Regions from separate parts of the Zea mays genome. Here region 1 is linked to region 2. A link is a contact called in public Hi-C data. All regions are on one chromosome and are shown on one strand. Each heading gives the region's core, a stretch centred on a gene start, on an enhancer-like site or on the middle of the called end of the contact. The rest is flanking DNA. Distances are from core to core; before and after follow the strand shown. Region 1 holds the start of LOC100382969 (cytochrome P450 family 76 subfamily C polypeptide 7). Region 2 holds the start of LOC100382802 (Mediator of RNA polymerase II transcription subunit 34).

Region 1 (3,514 bases), core at 352-2,851, 320 kb after region 2:
CATGCGCATTTAATGCGGGGATCGCCTGACACCTTATCCTGACACGCGTGCCTCAGTCGGCAAGGTCGAAGTGACCGCAGTCACTTCGCCCCTTTACTGACCGTTCTGACAGGAAAACAGCACTGTACGCCCCGCTCCGGCTACTGTGCCAACCACCAGGGTAAAACTGAGTTACGATCTCCCACGAGTTCGGCCTCGGGCGCAACAGGGAGCTCCGCCTCGCCCGACCTCAGGCCTCGGCCTTAGCCTCGGCCTCGGGAGAAGGTCTCCGCCTCGCCCGACCTCAGGCCTCGGCCTCGGGAGAAGGTCTCCGCCTCGCCCGACCCCAGGCCTCGACCTCAGCCTCGGCCTCGGGATGAGTCACATCCTCGCCCGACCTCGGCCTCAGGAGAAGTCTCCGCCTCGCCCGACCTCAGCCTCGGACCGACTACGCTACAAGGGATACATCATTACCCTACTCCTAGCTAGCTGCCTCAGGCTATGAAGGAACAAGACCGGTGTCCCATCTAAGGATACTCCGGCAACAGGTAATGATGGTTCCCCTTGTTCGCCCATGACGTCGTTGCTCTCAAACCCCCTACGGAAGCAAGCAAACGTCAGCAGGATCCATGCCGCACCGCCAGCTATGCTTCTACAGGGCTCAAGGCACTTCTTCGACGGCCACGTTAGCTCATGCACAGGGCTCAAGGCGCTCCTCCGCCAGCCACGTTAGCACATAGCTACACCCCATTGTACAGCTGGACATCTCCTTGTATCTATAAAAGGGGATGTCCAGGGCTCCTAAAAGGAGGGGGGCACGTGGGGACGCAAAGGTGGAGATTCACGTTGTCACACAGACACGTCCACGTGGACACACGTTGACAACGGGGTCTCCCTCTCTCTCGCTCTCGCTCTCGCTATCTCGCGACGCTTGTAACCCCTACTACAAGCACCCCGGTGCAGGATAACATAAGCCTCATTTTCCTCTTGTGTTCCATCTTACATCAACCCATCTGGACAGGGGCACGCAACAACAAATTCACTGGTTGGTTGACGGACCTCGCAGGTCCGAAACGCCCACAATATTCACCAATATATTTATTCAATAGCTTAACTCATATAAGGATCTTTTTATATTTTCTTATTTGTTTAATAGGGAACATGTCTCACAAATAAAACATAGACTTAAAACTGAATTGTCTCTCTTTTTATTATATTTTTTTTCTTGAACTAGCTAATATTTTAAACCATATTTTAAGGGTTTACCTCTGGGCGTGCCGCTGGGTGTTTCGGGCGCGCTGCAAAAAGGGAAATCCAGTTATGGAACTATTGGAGAGCTTATTTTGTTGTTTTTTGCTAAACCGTGATTTTGGGTATAAGAGTAAGGAGATGTTGGAGACAGGAGATACCCTAAAATATAGCAAATCCTATTTTTAAGTACCCAATAGTTTTTAATCTTAATTTTTTATTATGTCGTTGGAGGTGCTGTAAGAAAAAAAATCAATAAAATCGTCGCTCGCGGTCCTCGAGCACTCTGCATCATTTCATTGGATACAATATATTTGCAAGATCCACGCAAACCAGGGCAGCGGCAGCTGTTTCATTTTCAGGGCAGAGGGTTGGTGATGGGCTGATGGCTATGCTAGTTCTGTGGCTGGCATGGCTTCTAGTCTCTCTGATCGCAGTATACTTCCTCGACCTCTATGTCCACGCTCGCCGGGGCCTTCCGCCCGGACCCCGCCCACTGCCGTTAATCGGCAGCCTCCACCTTCTTGGCGACCAGCCACACCGCTCACTCGCTCGCCTCGCCAAATTCCACGGCCCGCTCATGTCGCTCCGTCTGGGCGCGGTCACCACGGTTGTGATCTCCTCACCGGATGTTGCGCGCGAGTTCCTGCAGAAGCAGGACGCTGTCTTCGCCAATCGGTTTGTGCCCCATGCCATCGGCGACCATGTGAAGAACTCCGTGCCCTGGTTGCCGCACTCCGGACGCTGGCGCGCCCTCAGAAAGATCATGGCAACTGAGCTGTTCGCGCCGCACCGCCTCGAGGCGCTCCAGCATCTACGCCGCCAGAAGGTGGAGGAACTCGTGGGCCACGTCCGGCTACTGGCACTGCAGGGACGGGCGGTGGACGTCGGCAGCGTGGCGTTCACCACGTCCCTGAATCTTCTCTCGCGCACAATTTTCTCCTGCGACCTGACGAACCTCGACGACCACACCGGATCGGCGAAAGAATTCCAAGAGGTGGTGACAGAGATCATGGAGGTTGCCGCGAGTCCCAACCTGTCGGATTTGTTCCCAGCGCTGGCTTGCGCCGATCTGCAAGGATTGCGACGGAGACTGGCAAAGCTCTTTGCACGGCTGCACCAGGTGTTCGACGTGGAGGTCGACCGGAGGTTGTGCGAGCGTGATGCTGGCGATCGCCGGAAGAATGACTTCCTCGACCTGTTGCTTGACACCGACGGAGGGACGGCAGCGTTGGACCGCGACTCGCTCCTGTCATTATTCACGGTAAGCACCAAGCAGAAAAATTATTTACACTAGTTTTTTTTTATTTCATCGCGTGCCAGTGTCATTAAGGTGCAGCAGAAATTGATTCAATATATTTTCAGAGCCTCGGCATAAGATTTTTGTTTCGTTATGTTTAAACTGAAAAGTTCCAATCACAGACACTAGCTAAACACGTCGAATAATTGGCATAAACTATATTTTATTCTGTAGAGGTTTGGGGTCACTCCCGAATTTTACCTAGTGTACATTTTAAACAATAATTCAACTACAAACAATTAAGCATCAGCAATAATTTAGTTATATCTACTTATTTTAAGCCATCTCACATTGAGCGGCAACAAAACATATCATGAATCATTATCCAAGTTATTTATTCAAAATAATTACTATTGTATCTTAACTATTTTTGCGTAAAATAAACAATGGACTGGATTTCGGGACGGGTGCGGATCACCCACGGGTTGAAATAAAAATCTGCACCTGTATCTACGAAACTTCGGGTCAGGTACGAGTTGCACCCGCAGGTCAAAATCTTCACCCATACTAACCTATCGGCCGGGGTACCCGTCGGGTTTCAGATTTAACCTATCGGCTCCGGGTACCCGTCGGGTTTCAGATTTGCGGGTCAAATTGCCATCCCTAACCCTTACCTCCCTTCTAAACAACAGATATTCGAGCCTAGATATTGTGTAGGGGTTGCCTGATGTGGAGGCAAATAATTGGGTATGGTGGATATCCTTTGGTACCCTAGGTCCAACTTGATTGATGCTTTCAACTTTTCCATATTAACACACCAAAAAATGTAAAAAAAATTTAAACAGTATACAAAAATAATGTCGAGTAAGTCTGCTAAGGCTATTTCCAGCAGCTCTCGTATCCCATTTCTTATCGCACTTCGCACCTCCTATTTTAAACTCTACCCTGCAAATAGTGATATCTATAATATAAAACGATCTTTTGCACGAGCATATGCATAATCTGCTAGACACAACCTAAGAATTTCCACAAGGCATTTTAAACCAT
Region 2 (3,591 bases), core at 401-2,900:
GTAGTTGAAGTTAGCATGTATGCTGGTATACCTAAAGCTGACAGTCCCATGACCTGGATTGATATAAATTTTTCAAGGATCAGAACAAGGATGTATAGGGAAACCAAAAAATATTTACACTTTAACCACCTGGTCCTGAATAAGGGAAAGTAAAGGACTGACAACCAGTGCAATTCCATCACGAAGTACAGCTGGGAGCTGGTAACATAGACTCTTCCCTCCACCAGCTGCCATTATGACCAGAACATCTCTTCCACTCATGACTGCATTAATTATCTATAAGCAGAATATGTTTAATGGGTGCAAAATGAGAGGAAACTGTACAAGAGGAAACTGTACAATACGAAGGGGGTGTTTGGTTCCCCTGACTAAAGTTTAGTATGTGTCACATCGAACGTTTGAATGTCAATTACGGATATTAAATATATCCTAATTATAAAACAAATTACAGAGATGAAGACTAAACGACGAGAAAAATTTATTAAACCTAATTAATCCATGACTAGCAAATGTTTACTATAGTGTCATATGAGCGAATCATGTACTAATTAGGTTTAATAGATTTCGTTTAGTCCTAACCTATGTAATTAGTTTTATAATTAGAATATATTTAATACTTCTAACTAGCATTTAAACATCCAACATGATAGAGACTAAAGTTTAGTCCCTGTATCCAAACAAGATCAAAACAGCGTTAAGAAGAAAATAACTGCAACCATTTGTTGTTCGCTAATGAAATTTATAGCAACTCCGAATGGTACTGATTAAAAAATAAAAACTTGCAATTTGAGTTTTCACCTGCAGTACTCAAGAGGAGTGAAAGAGTTTAAAATGTCAGACCAGTCTCCTATAAACTTACTTCTCGTTGATTTGATCGGTAGGAGGAAATGCCAAATATATTGAACCTGGTATCGTCAGCCTCCAGATCCCATGGGAAGCTCCCAGACCAATCTTCCGGAGCAACTGAAGATGTGTTAATTGTTGTATTTCTGGTCAATTTAGATGCTTCGAGCAAAGCCTTCAACTGTGCCTGGCGTTCATACAACTCCTCTTGGCGATCGAGTAATGTTTTAATTTGTCCTGTAAAGCATGAAGTTCAAATGTGTACATGACTAGTTCGGAAACTAGATGAAAGTTGTCATGGAAAAATTCATGTAATGCTATTATTATAATTGGTTGTGATGATACCTTGGATGTCGTGGAGTTGTGACTCCACGAGCAACAGTTCTCCCTCGATGTTTTCTTCGTCCTCCATGCCTCGGTTCTGTATAGACACAAGAAAAACAGTTCGATTGTTTTCTTCATCCTGAGCAACTATTGATGCCATCGTACCGAGTAATAGGGCCCTTCCCAATGCCAGCAAGCCAGCCAGCGGAGAGGCACAAATTTCCTCCCCATCCGCCGAAATTTATTCCCATACCCGCCCGGCGCAAGGACCCAGCCTAAATGTCAACTGCGAAAGCAAGGAGGAGAATTGGGAATTTGAACTCAGCTCTCACCTGGGGTAGAACTCAGCTTTCTGCTCGGTAGAGGCTGCCGGGGAGCCCGCCGTGCTTCTGAAATCGGAGACGGACGGGGTACCAAGATGAAATAGGGATGTGGTCCGGACACCCCCGTCGGGTCCACGCTACAGCCGCTGATGATCCCAATCCGAAATAGGAAGCGGAAAGCTTGCCTTGCGTCGGCTAATTCCATTAGTTTTGGGCTACACGAGTGCGAGTTCCAACTTGGTACCCTAAACCCTAAAATTTTCTTTCTCGCATGGTTACTCTAAATTCTTCTTCTATGTCTCATTATAATCATAAAATGTCATTTTACAACTCTATATATCATCCAACATTACTTTTTCACAACTAATAAATACCAGCGTGCACAGAATACGTTGAAAGGGGGCCTACACAGTTTATCCTGGTTGTGGCGTGCTATCGTGTGTAGAAGAGACAAAGGGATGGGATAGCGCCCAGCGATGCAGCTCAACGTTAAGGCTGTCTCTAGTAGCGTCCCCTAAATTTCGTCCCCTAAAGGAATATTCTTTGTCCTTTACAGCACACTCTAAAAGATTATGTTCTCTATATCTTCTGTGTCTCCAGCAACGTCCCCTAAATTCGGTCTCCTAAAGCTACAGTGTTAACAGAATTCCTTTTTCCATTTCTTTTTCTGTTTTCTTTGTTTTGTACCCATTTCATGCTATTCAAAGGATACTAAAAATATTGTATTCAATAATTTTAGAAATAATAATCTAAAAATAATGGTTGATTAATAATTTCGAATTGTACAAAATAAATAACATTCAATTTTATGTTGTGTGTCATTGTTGTCGAAAAAACATGTCACAGTATTTGAATCGTATGAAAAAAAATGTTAGAAATTGACATGCTTCCACCGTAAGCCACGACACTTCTTCAACAAGCTATCGACTAGCTTCGGCTGCACGACAAGAGCATGGCTTCTCTCCTAAGCCTATCCCTTCTATAAATAATCACTACTTCAACACTTCACTCACACTTCGCATACACTCCTCCACAACAATGAACCGGTTCGCAGATTCCAATATTTTTCTTAGGATGGCGCAAGACATGGAAGATGAAGAACATGAGCTCGAGGTTGCGACGTACCAACATCGTAGGCGTCGTGCACTTAACGAGCGTCGGTATGCTGGTTCCATTCCCGGTCGTGTTCGAATCCATCGTGACCATATCAGTGGTGATGCAAGAATCCGAGCCGACTACTTTTGCGCGCAACCGGTTTACACGGATGCACAATTCCGGAGGAGGTATGTTTTTTTGTACGCACATCTATTCAAGTCCATAGTACGTACTTCACACTTGTACTGACAAAATTTTGCAATATAGGTTTCGCATGCGTCGCTATGTGTTCGAGCGCCTCGTTCTTGCTGTGCAACAAGTGGATCCCTACTTCGTTCAGCGTCCAAACTGTGCCGGTGAGCTAGGTCTATCTGCCCTTCAGAAAGTTGTTGTTGTCGTACGTATCCTTGCATACGGTGTTCCTGCGGATGCCGTTGACGAATACGTACGCATTGGTGAATCTACGCCACATGAGACTTTGAAACACTTTTGCACCACCATCCAAACCGCTTTTGGGGGGTACTATCTCAGGAAACCTACTCCTGCTGATATCGCTAGGCTTCTCTAAGTTGGAGAGTCACGCGGTTTCCCTGGTATGCTTGGTAGTGTGGATTGCATGCATTGGGAGTGGCGTAACTGCCCAACTGCATGGAAGGGGATGTTTACCGGTCGCGGTAAACACCCTACAATGATCCTCGATGTTGTTGCCTCATATGACCTATGGATTTGGCATGCATACTTCGGCATGCCCGGTAGCTGTAACGACATCAATGTTCTTCAGCGTTCAAACCTGTTTGATTCGCATCTTACCGGTGATAGTCCACCAGTGACTTTTTCCGTCAATGGACACACGTACAACATGGGATATTACCTAGCAGATGGTATTTATCCCGACTGGCCAGTGTTTGTCAAGACAATCTGTCATTCGTATGATGTGAGGACCCAACACTTCGCCACTATTCAAGAGTCCGCTAGAAAAGACATTGAACGAACTTTTGGAGTACTA

Evidence for each region. A called contact is a pair of places that touch in the nucleus more often than the background predicts.
Region 1: a Hi-C map of tassel shows a contact between it and region 2, with 4 times the contacts expected there. The contact joins the promoter of LOC100382969 here to the promoter of LOC100382802 in region 2. A contact is called at or near these places in 4 of 25 Hi-C or Micro-C datasets (ear, leaf and tassel).

What each region holds. Positions count from the first base shown.
Region 1 is chr1:126,912,002-126,915,515 of Zm-B73-REFERENCE-NAM-5.0, forward strand. LOC100382969 (cytochrome P450 family 76 subfamily C polypeptide 7) reads left to right here and starts at 1,602. Exons shown (of 2, transcript NM_001175653.1): 1 at 1,602-2,491. The coding sequence starts at 1,613.
Region 2 is chr1:126,588,089-126,591,679 of Zm-B73-REFERENCE-NAM-5.0, forward strand. LOC100382802 (Mediator of RNA polymerase II transcription subunit 34) reads right to left here and starts at 1,651. Exons shown (of 21, transcript NM_001175504.1): 1 at 1,500-1,651; 2 at 1,189-1,264; 3 at 860-1,080; 4 at 130-276; 5 at 1-53. The coding sequence starts at 1,255.